2 separate regions of the Sus scrofa genome follow, and region 1 is linked to region 2. The links are chromatin contacts, called in public Hi-C maps. All regions are on one chromosome and are shown on one strand. The core of a region is the stretch at or near the end of the contact, and the rest is flanking DNA. Distances in the headings are between cores, read along the strand shown. Region 1 has its middle 62 kb from the start of POP1. Region 2 overlaps LOC102163076 (a long non-coding RNA gene).

Evidence for each region. A called contact is a pair of places that touch in the nucleus more often than the background predicts.
Region 1: a Hi-C map of liver shows a contact between it and region 2, with 4 times the contacts expected there. The contact joins two enhancer-like sites. A contact is called at or near these places in 4 of 47 Hi-C or Micro-C datasets (embryonic fibroblasts, liver and skeletal muscle).

What each region holds. Positions count from the first base shown.
Region 1 is chr4:38,591,177-38,597,465 of Sscrofa11.1, forward strand. No RefSeq gene overlaps it. Among named protein-coding and RNA genes, the nearest start is that of POP1, 62 kb to the right of the region's middle. Within about 2 kb of position 3,250, at least 7 of the 83 cell types and tissues checked have an H3K27ac peak or open chromatin away from gene starts, as enhancers often do. A contact at or near this core is called in liver, where this site is marked.
Region 2 is chr4:38,442,255-38,449,269 of Sscrofa11.1, forward strand. The region is part of intron 1 of LOC102163076 (a long non-coding RNA gene); the gene reads right to left. Among named protein-coding and RNA genes, the nearest start is that of NIPAL2, 45 kb to the right of the region's middle. Within about 2 kb of position 2,732, at least 1 of the 83 cell types and tissues checked has an H3K27ac peak or open chromatin away from gene starts, as enhancers often do. A contact at or near this core is called in liver, where this site is marked.

The sequences.
Region 1 (6,289 bases), core at 2,000-4,499, 150 kb after region 2:
CAGCATGTGGGTTCAAGTCCCAGCCTGGGTTCTGGCCGGGTTCAGGCTGGTAGTACTGTCAGTTTCAGCATCAGAGGTCAGCAGCACCCTGCAGGCTGAGCCAGTTCCGTGTGCCTGAGCCTGGCTCCTCCCTGCCAGGGAGCTAAGAGGCACAGTGTTCCAAGGCCTGGTGTGAAGGCTCCTCAAATCGCTCCTTGTGCCCCCTCACACACACACACACACACACACACACACCCCTCCACACAGTCTGCCCCCACCTTTGTCTTTCAGTTAATAGAGCCTGTGTGTTCTCTTTCTTACCAAACCGCAAGCTCCCTGCAGGCAGAAACCCAGAGAAGGATGTGCTCTGAGTGCCCGAGGCAATGTTTATCAAACTGGATCGCACTGTGGGAGAGAAACCCGCAGCTCTCAGGGAATCTCATTAGCGCCTGAGCAGGGCCAGAAAAGGCGGAGTGAAGGCCTGAGTCCCAGACACACACCCCAGGCCTCCCCCAGGAGCAGGAAGGAAAGATCCATCAGTACTGAGGGTTTAAAACCTTGGCTTTTTTCTTTTTTCCCCTTTAAGGCATGTGTATTGTTATAATTGGCCCCAATATCTTAATTCTCTCAAAGATGTGTCACCTCCCATTTCCGTTATGTCCTCGGTAACCTCCCTGAAGTCACTTTTAACCTCCACTCAGCCATCAACATCCACAAGGTGGGCGCAGCGCAAAGCCTTGGCCCAGTAGGGGCTGTCACCCCATCTTCCTCCCTCTCTTGTTTCTAAATATCTGGAAAGGCTTATACGCAATCAAGCCATTGTCTCTGGGGCTCAAGCTAAATCCTGCAGAGACTGCATTTTGCAGCTCACTCTGTAAACCGCCCAGGGACGGCTTGTCTCCAGAGCTCTTTTATCTTCAGAAACAGAGAGAACATTATCATCTCTATGTGTTGGCCTTGCTTTCGCCTGCTGCTCTTTAAAATTTCTCCCCAAACCTCATTTTTTTTTTTTTTTATTTTCTTGTCCTAAGAATAACACATTGCTCATAATGGTAGGAGAAAAACAGTTTCTTTGGAAATGCAGCACTGGGTCACTATGCCGTACAGCAGAAATTGGCACAACACTGTAAATCAACTATATTTTAATGTTAAAAAAGTAAAAAAAAAAAAAAAAAGACAATGGTGCTCAACTTTAAAAAGAAAGATTTAGAACTCAAGAAGGAAGAAGGAAGGAAGAAAGAAAGCAAAGAAAGCAAGCAGGCAAGAAGCCCCTAGAGTTCCCTGGTGACACAGCGAAATAAATACCCACCATTATCATTGCAGCAGCTCAGGTCTCTGCTGTGGTGTGGGTTCAATCCCTGGCCCCGGAAATTTCACTTGCCTTGGGTGTATTCCCAAAAAAAAAAAAAAAAAAAAAAATGAATGCATGAGAAGTTCCCGTTGTGGTGCAGCAGAAACGAATCCAACTAGGAACCATGAGGTTTCTGGTTCAATCCCTGGCCTCGCTCAATGGGTGGAGGATCCAGTGTTGCCGTGAGCTGTGGTATAGTTTGCAGATGCAGCTCAGATCTGATGTGGCTGTGGCTGTGGCTGTGGCATAGGCCGGCAGCTGAAGCTCAGGTTCAACCCCTAGCCTGGGAACTTCCATACACCATGGGTGCCGCCCTAAAAAGCAAAAAAAAAAAAAAAAAAAAAAAAAAATGCAGCTCTTTTAATTTCTGAACATGCAGATTCTTTTACACAAGCCCTTTCTTTGGGGACACCTGATGTTCTGCAGGTTCTCTGTGTCTATAAAGGTGTGGTTTCATACTCAGTACTTGGGTCTGAGCACGATTCTTAGGTGTGCACACTTCTGAATGTGCATATGTACGTGTATATGTGTGCATTTGTGTAGATTGGTATGTGAGCACACGTGCCTGGGGGTCTGTGGCAGTTTGGGAGTGTTCACTGAACACACGTGCTCCCCAGGTTTCTCAGCTCCCCTTGCCTTTATGCTGGGGCCACATGCTGCTTTTGAACCATGAATCGTGAATAGGACTGACTTCTGGACCAAGGCGGCTGTTATTAACTGAATGTTTGTGTTCTCCCCAAATTTCTAGGTTGAAGCCCTACCCCCCAGGTGATGGTATTTGGAGGTGGGCCTTTGGGAGGTGATTAGGCTGAGATGAGGTTATGAGAGTCGGGTCTCCGTGATAGGATTTGGGTCCTTTTCAGAAAAGGAGAGGAGACTAGAGCATCTCTCTCTCCCCTCCCACGAGAGATGACCAGACAGGAGGCCGTCGGAAAGCCAAGAAGAGCGTCCTCACCAGGAACCAAACCTCCTGGCACCTTGAGCTTGGAATTCCCATCCTCCAGAATTGTGAGTAATACATGTTTGCTGTTAAAGCCAGCCTGTGGTATTTTGTTACAGCAGCTGAAGCAGACAGCCTTGGAAATAAGTTTTCTAGAAGCAGCTTTGAGGAGGAAGAAGGGTATAGCTATGATGTGAGATAGAACTTCTGGGCATTGAGGAGTTCCTGTCATGGCTCAGTGGTTAATGAATCCAACTAGGAACCATGAGGTTGCGGGTTCGATCCCTGGCCTCGCTCAGTGGGTTAAGGATCCGGCATTGCCGTGAGCTGTGGTGTAGGTCGCAGACGTGGCTCAGATCCCATGTTGCTGTGGCTGTGGTGTAGGCCAGTGGCTACAGCTCTGATTTGACCCCTAGCCTGGGAACCTCCATATGCCACGGGAGCGGCCCAAGAAATGACAAAAAGACCAAAAAAAAAAAAAGAAGAACTTCTGGGCATTGAGATTTCAGGATTGACCTGTTGCATTAACTAGTATTACCTCGTCTCTAAAATAATGCAGATAGGAGTTCCCATCGTGGCGCAGTGGAAATGAATCTGATGAGTACCCACGAGGATGAAGGTTCGATCCCTGGCCTCACTCAGTGGGTTAAGGATCGGGTGGTGTTGCTGTGAGCTGTGGTGTAGGTCACAGACTTGGCTCGGATCCCACATTGCTTTGGCTGTGGTGTAGGCCATTGGCTACAGCTCCAATTCAACCCCTAGGCTGGGACCCTCCATATGCCATGGGTGTGGCCTGAAAGAGCAATAAAGTAAAATAATGCAGATAATATCAAGCGCACAGGGTGTTGTTAGGACTGAATTAGGTGTCACAGTGCACGCATTCTCTCTCAAGTAACTCAGCAAGTTACATTCAGCAAGTGCCTCAAAAGCACATTTTCATTTGCCTGGCACTGTGCTAGGTGAGCAGGACAGATCTGTAAACAGACCAATTACTACATAACGTGGCAAATGTCCAGTTACCAGAGGGTACACAATACACAGAAGGCAGTGGTTAATTCTGGAAGATTCTGGAAAAGTGACACAGAAAGGGTAGATGGGTAGGGACTGCAGGAAGAATTAGAGCTTACCAGGTTAGTATAGGAGGCAGAGGCCTGCCCCAAGTGAGATGGATTGGTCATAAGTGGTAGGACCTGATTAGTGAGGAAGGCCCTTTACTGGTCTTTTTTTTTTGTCTTTTTTTTTTTTTTTTTTTTTGTCTTTTTGCCATTTCTTGGGCCGCTCCCATGGCACATGGAGGTTCCCAGGCTAGGGGTCTAATCAGAGCTGTAGCCACCGGCTTACACCACAGCCACAGCAACACAGGATCTGAGCCGCATCTGCGACCTACACCACAGCTCACGGCAATGCCGGATCCTTAACCCACTGAGGGAGGCCAGGGATTGAACCCGCAACCTCATGGTTCCTAGCTGGATTCGTTAAGCACTGAGCCACAACGGGAACTCCCCTTTACTGGTCTTGAGAATATTCACCTAAGCCCTAAAAACCTCAGACTCCACTTCCTAAGGGGTTAGTTCACTCCCAGTGAGCAGGCAGGAATGGCTGGTGAGGTTGGGAAAGCATGTTCTCATTTGCTCCTGGTAAAGAGAATACAAGTTTTCCTATTCTTTTTTTGGCCTCACCCACAGCAGGTGGAAGTTCTGGGACCAGGGATGGAACCTGTGCCACAGCAGTGATAACGTCTGTTCCTTAACCCACTGAGCCGCCAGGGAGCTCTTTAATTTTTTTAAGACCATGAAAAAAACTGTCCTGCTTTCTTTGTACTCATTTTGAAGGGCGTAAGGGTATCTGCGTCTGCCTCCCCAGGTTGACCATGAGCTCCCAGGGTTGAGGGACATACCCCGTCACATATGCCTCTGGGTCCCCCAGGCCTAGGGCCTGGTCTGTGGCCGGAACTCTTCAAATGCCTGTGGAATCAAAAACCTCATCGGTTCCTGGGCTGCAGCACTGAACAACAAAACTGCCCCTCCAGGGGTTGCTTTCTGAATTTCAGAAATCTCTCCATTCCCAGCTTTCCCCAGGCTGAACTGAGGCTCATCTCCCAGGAACCTGGGGGCGTGCCTGTGTCGGTACACGGCGCCACCTCGCGGCCATACTGGGTAACTGCACCATCTCGCCCTGCGAGAGCACCCTCTCTCGTGATTAGGATCCCCCTCTCATGCCCACAATTTTGAGGGAAACAGGGATCCTGAGCAAGCCATCCTCAGCCCCAGCCCCTACCCACTGTGAAGTCTCTGAGAATGGGCAGGCAATGTTTGGACCCTTGGTTATTTTGGCTCTTGATGACTTAAGCCCCTATTGGTTAAGGGGCTATTAACGGGAGGTCGCTGGGACTACCCAGTTAAGGATGCAGACAGATATGGGTTTGATTCCAATTAGCTGTGTGACCCTGGGTACTGTCTCACCTCACTGAGCCTCAGTTTCTCTCTCTATAACATGAGGATGATGTAACTCAGAATTGCTGTGACATATGCCATGTTACATAAGCTAAGGTTTGTGAGCTGTAATCACAAACACAAAGGCACTTGTGCTGCTGTGACTTCACTTGAGTTTCGCTTCAAGAAGGTGCAGTGGGAAGTTCCCTTCATGGCTCAGCAGAAACGTATCTGACTAAGATCCATAAGGATGCAGGTTCAACCCCTGGCCTCACTCAGTGGGTTAAGGATCCAGCGTTGCTGTGAGCTGTGGTGTAGGTTGCAGACGCAGCTCGGATCCTGCGTTGCTGTGGCTCTGGCATAGGCCACAGCAACGCAGGGCCGCACCCATGGCATACGGAGGTTCCCAGGCTAGGGGTCTAATCGGAGCTATAGCTGTCAGCCTACACCACAGCAACATGGGATCCAAGCTGCTTCTGCCACCTCTGCGACCTATGCCATAGCTCACAGCAATGCTGGATCCTTAACCCACTGAGCGAGGCCAGGGATCAAACCCGCATCCTCATGGACCTTAGTCAGGTTTGTTAACCACTGAGCCACGACGGGAACTTCAAACCCAAGCCTTCTTGTTCTCGCCAGCATTCCAGGCAGCTCCTCAAAGGAAGAGATGCGGAGGGCAGAGCTGCTGAAGAAAGTTGGGGCTGTCACAAGAGAGGAAGAGGAGTTTCCACCGTGCTACAATGAGATCGGTTGCACCTCTGGAGCACTGAGACGCAGGTTCAATCCCCAGCCCTGCACAGTGGGCTTAAGGATCCTCCAAGTCACAACAGCGGCTCAGATCTGATAACTTGCCCAGGAACTCATATGCCAGCAGGTGGCTAAGAAGAGCAAAACAAAGCAAAAAACAAGAGAGGAAGAAAGCAGAGCTGCAGCACTTGAGTGCAACCTGCTCATTCCCTTGTGGATATTAGACTCTTTCTGCAAAAAAGTTTTACTTTAAAAGTTGGTCCTGAGAAGTGCCTGGCCTGATCAGGAGACCTGGGCTCTGGTCCCGGCTGTTACTGAGCGGCTCTGACTGGGTGACAGTGTGACGCCCCCTCCCCTGCAGAATGAGGGAGGAGGTTGGCTAAGACGCCTGTCCGGGGCCTTTCAGCTCCCAAGCTGGCCCTGGATAGCTGGGCTTGCAGAGGCTCTGCACGTGTGTACAGGCACGAGGTTATCATCGTTGCTTCTCGGAGATCTGGGGTGGAAGAGAGGACAGAGAGGTCTGGCCTGGAGGCGACAGATGGAAAGAATAACTCTTGACTCAACCTCGTGAACAGGAGATTAACACTAATCCTCATCTTCGGGACTGGGGAGCCGCGCCCCAGGGGGCCCACACAAGCGGCAGGGGCAGCCGGCTTCCCCGCCCCACCCCGACTCGGGGGCCAGGTGAAAAGGATGAGATGCACTAAAATCCAAAGACCAAGGCTCGGCAGATCGGGAGGAGAGGTGAGGTCTGGAAACGACCTCTCTGGGTTCAGAAAGACACGGCTCCGCTGTGTACCCGCTCTTCTCTGGGGGGGAGGGGGGCCGTGTTTTTTATTG
Region 2 (7,015 bases), core at 1,482-3,981:
TTTCCTCCCCTCCCCCACTTCCTTAAGGCACCATCTATCAAGGTTTTTGCTCTCCAGCTTTATACTTTACACTTAATTTCTGAAATGTTTCTTTTTTTTTTTTACACCTTTCCTGAGTTCTGTCAGCTCATTTCTGAGTTTTTCTGTTTCTGACTGTTGTTGTTCTTTCAAGGCTTAAATTATCTTCTTAGTATCTTTTTGGTTCATTTTGCAGTAATAAGTTATAATTTTGATATGTTTTGTGGACATGTCTTTCTGGTGTGTTTTCATTATTTGTAGGGATGTTATTCTCATTGACTTCTATTTTTAAATAATAACTTTATATGGGCTTTGCATATTTTGCTCATTTTTATGTGACATTAGTTTTCCTAGGCACATAGAATGAAGCAGGAAATGAGGTTCAGGAAAGCTTTTCTAACCATGCATCAAGCCATCTTCTGTTGGTGTGTAGAGTTAATAAATACACAAGCTACTTTTACGACACTTAGAAGCTCTGTTTTTTTTCCCCCATGTTGGATTTTTTCTTTCATCCTTTCTTATTACCTATGTCCTGATCAATTTAGATTCCATTCCTGTAAGTTTCTTCTAACTACATGGTCCTGTCCTAGAAGAGATTCCCTGGGTTAGTTTTGAGAATTCAGAAGGTTAGATGAATCTAGCCTCTTCAATCATTCTTACCACGGGGACTTTTCAATTCACGTGGTATTGGAGGAAGAAGTACCCTCCCAGTTTCAGCTGCCCTTCTCAAATTGGCTCACCCTGCTTACCAGTGTGTACTGTTGGCCCTTTGTTCTAGGGTTCATCAAGCCCTGCCAAATTACTTTTTTTTCCTCTTCCTTTTGCGTTGATCTTTGATACCATGCAGTTTTTGTGGCTGCAACTATTTTTTTGTTTTGTTTTGTTTTGTTTTCTGCTTATATTTTGGCTTGTCACCTAGTTTTGTTTAAATGTCCATTTTTGCTATCTAGTTAAATGTTGTCAATTTTGCTATCTAGTTTTATTTATGAAGGGATTTAGACAGACTGGAAAACTTTGCAGCTGACACCACCATTTTCCAAAGATTTCTGTATCTGATGTACAGTATTTTGAGTTTCTTCCCCTTTGGCAAAGCCCTAGGCAGACCAAACCCCGGAAAGGGGAGTAAGAGACAGGATTCCTACTAAGATGAAATGGAGAAAAGCAGTAGAAGGTTGTCCAGTGCATTCAGTGTAGTAAAGGAATGGTACTGGTATTTAGAGAGCTGCTTTATTTACTTCTAGTCAATACAAATTAGATCATGTTCCCATTGTGAGAGTCAAAAGGACCTGTAGTAATTTGAGTATGTATTGCTAGATCGAGTATATATAGATCTCTTACTTCAGGCTCAGTCACTTACATTATTTTGTTCCATTTTAAATTAAAATGGCCTATTTCCACATTCTCACTGATACCTCAGGCTTTCAGTTCTAAAATTCTGTGCTTCTAAGGATCTCAAAATAGTGGATAGATCTTTTATGATATGGCTCCTGATCTTGGAGATGTAATTCAGGAGTTCAACTACTCTGTATTTTACTGCCTTATTTTTCACTAATATGAGTGATGGGATTAGCAGCACAGGGTAAGAAATTGCTGAGTTCCAAACCTTCCACTCATGATCTCCTGCTCTGGCCATGTTGCCTTTACCAATTGAGTTTGTCTCTCCCATTTCTGAAAATAAAACCAGACCATTTGCCAAGGGGATAAAAAGCTCTGGGTAGTGAGGATACCTAAGCTATGTCAAGCATGTTGCCTCGTCTTTCTCCTTCTAGGCTCTTGGGCTTTCCTGGCAGCCTAACTTTGTGGGGATTCTCAGAGTTTCCTATAGGTAACTGTCCATGTTTCATCTGAACCAGAGCTACAGGGAGCCAAGAAAGGAAATGGGATGGATTCCCAAATGAAGGGGAATGTGCATTGGAAAATATGGTGGAATTAGGGCCCTTTTTATCTCCAGATGGAGACCATGCCTTCCTAAGGACCTGTCAGATGATTTGAAAAACAATTGTGTTTTCTTCAGTGGCCTGGAACAATGGCCAAATGGGGTTTTTATGGTTCTAGGGTCCCACATGGCCCAGTTTCTTTTCAAAATCACATTCAAAGAAAATGCACTTCAGAAACTAAAAACACTTTTAAAAGCACACCAGTCTTTATTGTATCTCTCAAAGATGGGGATCCAATTTCTAATCCTAGGCAACACAATGTACCATAAGATTTTCACTCATCTCCAGCACTCTCATTCCAGAGCTATTCCATAGCCTCTAACTCCCTCAGTCTTCTCTAAAACTTTCCCTGACACCCAGCCGTGCAGGTCCTTCTACATGAATGTCTCCACTTTCATTAGTCTCTACCCTGCTGCCTCACCAGAAGTTTCCTCAGAGGTTATCATACCTCCCAGGCAGCTGGGAGACCTGTGGCTCCTTACTCCCAAGGGTTAGGGTTAGGGTTAGGGCCTAACCCTAGGCCTGTGGCTCCTTACTCCAAGGGAAGCTGACAGGACCCCTGGGAATTATAATCTTCTCTTGCTCTGAATGCCTTTCTTACACGTAAGTCCAGGGGAGAATTACCATATATTTAATGAATAATGGAAAGTACACTTGAGAAAGCTTTCATACAATCCCCTGGGGTCAGGGATAGTGGGGAGAAGGGTACCAAGACTGGGCAAAAATCATTAATTGCCAACTGAGCAGAAGGGCAGATCTTCCAAATGGCAGACTTCCAAGGGAACAGTGGGGAATAACACTGCTTATTGCAGAAGCAGGGTGTGTGGTCCAGGCTCCCTGACACCCCTTTAGGAAAATCTAGTTTTGGCTTGTGGTCCTCTTATAAATGCTTCAGTGTTGTCTGGAATGGTTTAAATCTAAGCTACAGATGGGAACATTTGATGAGGTACAAGCAGTGATCAGAGATGGTCAAAAGCTTATAGTTGGGTCTAGAATAGAGAAGAGTATGGAAGTCAGAGAGAAACAGTGTAGTTCCATAACAGGATGATCTACTAGGAGCAACAAAAACTAGGTATAATTGTATCTATAAACCTAGAAGGTACTGGAGGACCTACCTGGTAAGCTGGGACTCATGGGAAGCACTGAAAAGATCAAGGCAAATACTTTGTCCTAGAGAAACTGAGGTCCTGGATATGACAGGCACTTGATGCATAGGAACTGAATAAGGATGCAGTGACCAGAAATGGGGACTAAAACAAGGACACTGGTCATAGGGAACAAGACAGAGCCTAGATTTTAGAATTAAGGGACAAAATCAAAGCTGGATCCTAGGAAAACCGAGTGAAGTTGAGCCCACAAAATACAGTGGAAGTGCCCAGGTGCCTGGAAGGAGATGCCACCTGAGGCTGGTTAAGAGCATAGTCTAGGTTGAAATCCTGACTCTTCAACATCTCATCTTTGTGACCTCAGGGAAGTTAAATAATCCTCGCCCAGTCTCCTTATCTCTAAAAGGGAGCAGTAATTCCTACCTCACAGAATCCTCACAGACACTAAATGCATGATGGCTTTCAAGCACCAGCAGTACAGATTAGGATTGAAAACATGTTAGCTCTTCTCCCACAATCATCACTATCATCATCATATCTCATCTACCCATTCAGAACAGGACTGGCTCCTGAGCCTGAGCTGCTAACTCTGCAGATGAGTGTTGAGGACAAGCTGGCAAAAAATACATACATATGTACAAACAAGATAGCCCCAACTTACTAACATATACAATGTTACTACATTTAAAAAATAATCAACAAAGCCCTACTATATAGCTCAGACAACTACCCTTAATTTTTGTAATAACCTATAATGGAAGAGAATCTGAAAAAAAAAGATACATAGATATGTATAACCTAATCACTTTTCTACATACCTGGAACTAACAAACACTGTAAATCAACCATACTTCAATAAAGAAAAAAAAAAGGAAAAAAAAAGAGATAGCCCCCATCTTACTCAAGTGCGTTTCCAAGTCAGTTGTTTGGCACTTGGAACCCCTGTCCTTGGAAACTATGCTATAAACAGTGATTTGGGTGTCAGGCTAGTCCACCCACATCTTTTTGTTCAGGGAAAAGAGGCTAAGCATTGAGCTGCCACGAGTTAGGGCTGCCATCTTCATTCCTGACCTTCAAAGGAGAGGACTTGAAATCAGAGAAGGGGTGGGAATACAGCTTGAGATAAGACAAGATCTTAAAGGTCACACGAGGGCTCTTCCAGACCCAAGTCTCTCTCAGAGCCATTGGTCCTGGAGAGCTGCACTGAGCCCCACAGTGGAAGCCCAGATGTGCCAGGGCTGAGAGCTGGGGAGAAGGAGGACAACTGGACCTTCTTTGCAATTGTCCTTTATCATCATTCTTCTCTCTGCTCCTACTAAAACCGCTCCCGTTGAGTGGGCGCATCTGTTCCTGCCATTTGCCAGCTGTTGTAAGAGAATTAAAAGTCCCATCTGAGGCTGTGATGAACAATTTAATGATGTGGCTGTGAATTAGGGCATAACAGCAGAATCGTCATTTCATTTTCAGGCTTAGATGAGTTGCACTGACTTTATGCTGCCTGACCAGGAAATGGGCCCTGCAATGGATGCAATTCTGCATGGAATTCTTCAGGGGGAAGAAGAGGAGGAAGAGGAGCAATGGCAAAATTTTTTCAGGTCATTCTGAGCCAGAGGAGAGGCAACAGAAAGTTTCAGATTAAACTGGAACTGTGGCAATACCCAACTTATCCTGAATTGTTACAGAACAGGAAAGAATTAATACATTTTTTTAAGACGACTGAAAGCAAATGCTTCTTCCTCAAAATGGAAACTTCTAAAAGCACATTCATCATTTTTCCAGGCTGTAATGGGCTTGTGTCCCAAGGAAATTTTGAAGCATGTAGGGCCATTTTCCCTGGCACTAAATGACCCCCAACTAATGTGTTTTTCTATTTGGGGACTCTTTCGTCTCTTTTTTTTATTGCCAGCTACCACTTCTCGGTTTGTCATCTCCCAGCCCCTCCCACTCTGCTTGCTTGGCTTTGAACTCTGCAGGAACTAAAGGTTACTAGGGAAAACCAGAAAAATCAATTGGTTGAAATAGTATCTTTGTATTTCATTTGATTCTAAGGCAAAAGAGTTGGATGAAGGATAATTCTTCATCACCCGCTATATGTCATCACTGCTACCCACCTCCCAGAAATACACACACACACATTCACACACACTCACGGAAGACCAAGGCCCTGGCTCACAGCCTTTTTCTCCATCCCAATCCCTGCCATTCCTGCCCTTAGGCCCAACCCACCCTGGGTCCTTTCTTTTAAAGAACACTGCTATGGTCCTCCTATAGCCATCTCCCTTCCCAAGAGGCAAGGAATCCAAGGAGCCAAGGGAATAGTTCCATAGGGAATCCATGCTCCCTCTTTCAAGACCATGTTCTGGGTACCTAAGACCCTGAGAATCTCTGCCTAAATGGTGTTGAACCAGCTTTCAAGACCTCTTCCTTCTAGAGTGGACAGGGCTGCTGTGGTTGGAGGGGTGTGCATGGAGTTTGGATGTGCAAGCTCAGGTCACATGGGTTATGAGTGCAAACTCCACCCAACCCCCTCTTGGGGTCAGGGTTGGGAAGAAAAGGGAGGTGCCACCATTTGCACTCTTGCCAAAGCAGCACAAATTTTAGAGGTGGACCGAATCTCTCCTTTATTATAGGATATTTCAATAGCTTTGTGTGTGGCCCATCCAACATGCTACTAGTCTTTTGGGTTCTTGGCCTCCTCAATTCCAAGTACCTTTATCTGCTCTCCAGATTTTAGCACTGCCCTGAACTTCACAAGTACTCCTGAATTTGTGGGTACTAAGCATATCAAATATTATTTGACTGCTAAGGCCGTTCTTCTGCCTTCTGCCATATAGAGGCGCTGAGCCTAGGAAACCTGAGCCTCCATTTCTTTCAAAATCTGAATCCTTTTTTCCTTCTCATTGCTGTGACATCACCCTTTGGGGAAACCAGCTGCTCCCTCTTTAACATACAACTTTACTTTTAATTTTTTACTTTTTTTTGTCTTTTGTATTTTTAGGGCCTCACCCATGGCATATGGAGATTCCCAGGCTAGGGGTCAAATCAGAGCTGTAGCTGCTGGCATATGCCATAGGTACAGCAACTCGGGATCCAAGCCATGTCTGCAATGTACACCACAGCTCACATCACCACCAGATCCTTAACCCACTGAGCGAGGCCAGGGATTGAACCTGCGTCCTCATGCATACCAGTCAGGTTCGTTAACCACTGAGCCACAACAGAATTCCAAGCTTAGAGAACTTTAAAAACATGAAGGCCTCTATTAGGAATATCAGTAAGACAGTTGATCCTTTCTACCGAAAAAGACACAAAAAAACTGAGCAGGGGTCACACAGGTGAGGAAGAAATACTTTTCATATCTCAACAATCAGACATATCTCTCAAAGGCCATCCAACTACCCTTGGACTCTCCTTCTCTCAGAAGGTTGCCATGTGGGTTTCAGCCTATTCTGGGACATTCTGCTCCAGTCCTTGACTCTCTGGCTTTCCTCCTTCTATTACCTAGGGAAGGCCCCAACCACCTCTTCCCTCAAGTGTCATGTTATTGCCTCACATGGCTTCTCTTCTTTAAATCCAGGCTTCATACTGAAGCAAAAGTCAAATCAGGTATTAAGCAAAGGCTACCATACACCCCCCAAAAAACGGCTTAAAACCTTCACTCCTTCCCATGCAGAAGGCTTCCACTACTTAACCTGCCTCTCCATCTCTCCAAACTCATCTCCCATCATCCCCAGTTTCGGTAATAACAGACCACTGGTTTCCATGCATCTGTTCATGCTACTCCTCTACCTGGACGCCCTTTTCTCCCCCAACCCCTTCCCTGCCCACCCCTCTTCAGGCGACCAACTCTGGTTATCCTTTGACACTCAGCTCAGATATCATATCTCCTGACTCTGCTTCTATCTCCTAGCAAAGGCTGGATTGGTACCCCTCTAGTGGGCACCTGCAGTACTA